Regions from separate parts of the Gossypium hirsutum genome. Here region 2 is linked to region 1. The links are chromatin contacts, called in public Hi-C maps. All regions are on one chromosome and are shown on one strand. Each heading gives the region's core, a stretch centred on a gene start, on an enhancer-like site or on the middle of the called end of the contact. The rest is flanking DNA. Distances are from core to core; before and after follow the strand shown. Region 1 holds the start of LOC107903899 (3-oxoacyl-[acyl-carrier-protein] reductase 4). Region 2 overlaps LOC107903901 (trihelix transcription factor GT-1).

Region 1 (2,700 bases), core at 15-2,514:
GAAGCCCCGTGCAGGGAGATATTCAAGTCGTAATGGGCAAAGGTCAGTGTAGTCGACCCCTACAACATGGGAGACTTTGACTAATAAACTGTACTAATTGGCCCGACCAAAAATTCTAGAAAAAATACATAGATGGACACATGAGTCTAGTTTCTGGGAAAAATTACAAAACTGATTTTCGAGTTACAAAACTCAAGATATGATTTTAAAACGACTAGTACACAGATTGGGCAGTGTCTGGAAAATAAATTTTATAAGGGGTTAAAGTCAGTTAACACCTCGTGTTCGACTCCGGTGTCGGTTTCGGGTTCGGGGTGTTACACTCTCACAAATCTCCATTGGCTCAATCTGACCATCTACTCCTTTCGTCATCTCGATCGATACCTTCTAACCTTAGCTCGGATACCAACTGTCACGGGGCTAGAACTTTAGTCTCACAGTCTATGTAGCCTTAGACGATTTCTTAGGTTCAAATCCACCTAAAGTGTAGCTCTTGCAAAATGAGAATTATGGATAGAATTTCTCGAAGGCACCAAAAATAAAGTGGAAGCAATTCAAAAATAAAAGATCAACGAAAGAACAAAAAAGTCACAAGCAAAAGCATACCAGGTATTTGAGTAAATGCTCTTAAAGTATCTCTATTACTTTGAAGATTACAACTGAGTGATTACAAATAAAAGGAAAGACTTCTATTTATAGTTGAGCTGCTCCAAAATCCAACAGTATAAATCGAGTTACATTGACGATCAAGATTAGAGCCTATCTACAATTGAGATTTTTAAGGGATTTACACAATCCCTTGATATTACAAAATCAAATATTCTAAGACATCACATCTTCTAAATTAGTTCAAGTGGATCAAATAAGTCACGTTTAATCGATTGACCTCCTTGAAACGCTCTTTATGCATTTGTCATGGGTTTTGATCTGTAGCACATGACAAATACGCGTGTATAAAATTTCTAATGGATATAAAAAAAACTAAATGTTGTTATTTTTTCAATAAAAGAACACCGTAAGTTTTTTTTTTCCCTAATTCCATCGTCTTGTTGCAGTTGAACTACTTAAATCTAAATTTCCACGGATTACTGATCCGATTTACAATAAGGTGCCCAAAAGACTGTTTTACTGCATTGCCACCTAGAGGATATTACCGCTTTACCATCGGCCATTTAGAGGCATTGGTTTTCATTGTAAATATCGGCTAAACCAAGACCCATTACTGTAATAATAATCGAATTCAACCAATCTTTGGGATTAAATAACAACAGTCCTCACCCACTTCGTTAGTTTCGCCCACTCTTTAACACTCTCCGGACTTCCCAAAGCAAAGCTAAAACAAAATTCAAACGCCATTTAAACCTTTATTTTGTTCCCCTTTCGGCTTTATATAAAGGCTTAATTTTCTGGCTTCCCTCTTCGCTTCCCGTTCTTATTCTATCCTCGCTGTTCGCAGATTCCTCAGAGCTCCGATTACGATGGCTGCTGTTACCGGATCCAATGTCGTCGCTCTAAAACCCGCCGCGAGGCTTGCTGATCCTACTGACCGAAAATTTGTTCAGATTCGGCAATGGTCTCCGATTTCCGCCGGATTCGGATCGGTTCAGGCTCGGCCCTGCATCGGTCTCCAGTGCCAATCGAAACGATCATTTGCGTCCCCCGGTATTTGTTTTTTGTTTCTTTGGCTTTTAAGCACCCTCCTTTTTCATCTTTATGGAATATTTTATGCTAATTTCGCAGAAAGCTCAGCATGTTTGCTTTTCTTTTTTTGGAAAGCATGTTTGCTAATTAAGGATACTGAACTGTAGTCAAGTTTATCTTTGGAGCTTGTGGACTTTTGTTGTTTAACTACTTCAATAACTGATAATAAGCTGCATTTGTTAGTAATCCGAGAGATAATTGATGATTTATGAGAGATATAATTCTATTTAATTTAGTTTAAGGATACCGAATCATCATCAAATTTATTATTGGAGCTTGTGGAATTTTGTTGTTTTAACTGATAATAGGCTACATTTTTTAATAATCTGAGAGATCATTGATGATTTACGAGAGATAAATTTTCTATTAATTTTGGATTTTGAGTTTTTTTTAGTTTTTGGCTTCTTTTCCAGGTGTAAAAGCTCAGGTTGCCACTGTTGAACAAGCCAGCATTGAAGCAGCTCAAAACGTAGAAGCTCCCGTAGCCATAGTTACTGGAGCTTCTAGAGGCATCGGTAAAGCAGTTGCGTTGGCTTTAGGTAAAGCAGGTTGCAAGGTTAGTGATTGTCCTTTTTCAGGATCTTACTGCCCTTATCACCTTAAATTTTATTGTAAAGCCATAGGAAGAATGTAACTTGCAGCTGCTGAAGTCTTGACTGAAACTACAACTGGGAGATATCTTCGTCATATAATGTTTAAAATTTATAAATAATATTAATAATAATTAAACTTCGATTTGCATCAGGTTTGCATGTAGTTTTCTATCTCTTGAAAATGGAACTGGTTATCATCTCATCAATTATTCCGAGTATACTGCTTATGATTACCTTAATCTAAAGTTAAGTTATATGTTAAATCTTTTTCAAACTCTAAATGGTGGCCCATTATACACTATATAGTGTCCTGAAGGCTTTCATGCTTCTTTGCTGAGAATAATTGCATATCAAGTGCCCTTCAAGTAATTTAAGAACAATTGTTTAAACTAAATAAATATTTTTT
Region 2 (2,700 bases), core at 99-2,598, 100 kb after region 1:
CTCAAAAACATAAAAATTACAAAAAATGGACTTGTGTACTTACCAATTCTTAATGGACGAATAGCTTGAAGTTTAACAATGGTTTCTTATCTTTTTATTTGCATGTTAGGTGAAGAAGATGATTAAAAATGGATGGAAATTCTTTTTATTTTCCTTTTTATACTTTAATTAATAATTAATTAACTTTACTTAATTAATTTAATCACAATTTACTTAATCTTATTTATCTACAAATCAAACAAATTGGATTCCATCATGAAATTCCACTATCCACTATTAATAATTGCTCTTTTGTTCTATTAGCTAATTAAAAATCTATAGTGATTAAACTTTTATCATTTTTACGATTTAATCCTTATACTTTAATTAACTATCAATTTAATAAAATTACTTTAATCTTATTTATCTACTAATCAAACAACGTGGATTCCATCATGAAATTCCACTATCCACTATTAACAATTGCTCTTTTATTCTATTAGCTAATTAAAAATCTATATCGATTAAACTTTTACCATTTTTATGATTTAATCCTTATACTTTAATTAGCTATCAATTTAATAAAATTACTAGACCGAAATTCAATATACCATTAACTTAGACTCGTAAATATTAAATAATAATATTTACAGATTCGATCATCGAAAATAGGATTCTGAAATCACCGTTTCCGACACCATTGACTTTAGGATCGTTACATAGGTTTAGGCTAACAACATTAGTGTCGTGGTAGTAAGGCTACAGGAGCATAGACTATGAATATGATTTGTAAGGGAAATAAGGTGTTAAGTTCTTCCCAAGGTGCACAACTTGAACTTCCCCATTATTCTTCCTTGGAGCCAAACTCTTTCTAGCTTTAGTTGCCTCTCCTACATCCATCTTTCCATTCTTTATACCATTTTCAATTATTTCATTCAAAATTACCATATCCACAAAGGTCTTTATGCATTTCAGATCAAAAGGTCATAATATGGACCTTTAAGTGTACTTACAAATAGTATGGTTATTTCCTTATCGAATAATTGTGGTTGAACGTCTGCAACAAGGCCTCTCTATCACCGGGTATACTCTTTAAAACTTTTAATAACCTTTTTTCTCTATATTTTGTAATGATAGGTGGTCTTAAGTAATATAAACAATATGTTGGTACCGGGAAACAAAACCTGTAGTCAACTCATTCCAAGTATGAATTCAGCTATTATCTAATTGGATACCACCTAATCCCAAACCTAGACTGGCTATTTTTTAATATATGCATAAGAAATTTCTAATCCCTTATGTGAGCAACCATCTTTCAATAGCACGTGGGGATGTGGACCAGGATCTTTTGACCCATCATACTTCTCAAAGTCAAGTGTCATAAACTTGAGTGGAATGGCCACATATGGGACCAAAAAGAAAGTATGTATGTGTCTATGGACCCATAAAAGTCCATCTTCAATCTTTTCTCAACCATATCCATTTTTTGCAACTCTTTTTCAATCTTTGCCTCAAACATATTCAATTTCTCTAACTCCTTTAGATCATCTAATTTTGGAACTTCAATTGTTTCAATTTTTTTTTTTGACACAGGGATAGTTTACCTTGAAGTGGTGATTGAAATGTGAAAATTTGTACCCCTAGGTGAGGATAAGAAACCTCACCTATAAAGTGTTGAGTTATTCCTTCATTTTTCTTGAGAATTTTAGATCTTGTCCATTTTAGTAGTTTATTCTTCAGCCTTATTTCTAGTCTTAAAAGGGGTGTTGTAAGAATGAGAATCCTTAACTTTTTGAGGAAAAAAAAACTTCTTTTAATCAATAAATCAAGTAATAAAATTTTATTAACAAGTGCACGATAAAACAAATACATAAATACGAGAGTACAAAGCTATAAACATTTATTAGAGAAAATAAATCACAACGTTATGAATTAAACAAAATTCCATATCAATCTTTTGTTGCTACATATCCTTTTTACAAGACTTTACAACACTAGTATTTTCAAAAAGAATTTTTATGATCCACTTGATAGTGTTGCTGGGCCTCTACAATTTGAACAAAAGTCTTCTGGAGCGGTGTTATATGTCTAGCAATATCTTAATTCAATCATTCATTTCAACTTTAATAATTCTCATACAACACTATCATGCATTTTGCCCACTAAATTATTTTCTTCTTCTTGACACTTGTTTGGAGAAGTAGTTAACTTTATCATTTCACATTCTTTTCTCTTAATATTTTATTGAAAAATATATATCTTTTTTTTAATTGGCCTGTAAGAGATCATTGTACCTTTATTCCAATTCAAGGGCATTTCTCATCTAACATGTCATGTTCTTCCTTCCACCCCATAGCATGAAATCCAAAATAGTAGTACTAACATGGCATATTACCTTATGAAACACAACTAGACCATAAATTGCCAATGCACAACAGTTGTGTACCTTTGTCATCATTAGGATGTTGATTGATGAAGTACTGTAACACGCATACCATCCTTTCTCTTTAGTCATTCTATCAACTTGGGTAAGTTCAATTCCCATGAAATTGGCAAGTTGGTTTCTATATCCATATCCCCTCGTTTGCTTCTACAACACTTTATTTAAACTCGAGAAGTCTTAAGTGCAACAATGCCAAGTTGGCACCATGTCTGCTTCACCAAACATGAAACACCTATAAAGTTAAGCACCAAGATAAATTACATTACAAAATACAGGCA

Evidence for each region. Hi-C and Micro-C count contacts between places; a contact is called where the count stands out from the background.
Region 2: a contact with region 1 is called in a Hi-C map of leaf, with 2.6 times the contacts expected there. The contact joins the enhancer-like site here to the promoter of LOC107903899 in region 1. A contact is called at or near these places in 3 of 34 Hi-C or Micro-C datasets (callus and leaf).

The regions. Positions count from the first base shown.
Region 1 is chrD05:38,310,927-38,313,626 of Gossypium_hirsutum_v2.1, forward strand. LOC107903899 (3-oxoacyl-[acyl-carrier-protein] reductase 4) reads left to right here and starts at 1,265. Exons shown (of 11, transcript XM_016830098.2): 1 at 1,265-1,662; 2 at 2,115-2,257. The coding sequence starts at 1,479.
Region 2 is chrD05:38,411,678-38,414,377 of Gossypium_hirsutum_v2.1, forward strand. LOC107903901 (trihelix transcription factor GT-1) reads right to left here. Exons shown (of 6, transcript XR_005914255.1): 6 at 1,914-2,654. Among protein-coding and RNA genes, the nearest start is that of LOC107903901, 7.3 kb to the right of the region's middle. Within about 2 kb of position 1,349, at least 4 of the 9 cell types and tissues checked have an H3K27ac peak or open chromatin away from gene starts, as enhancers often do. A contact at or near this core is called in leaf, where this site is marked.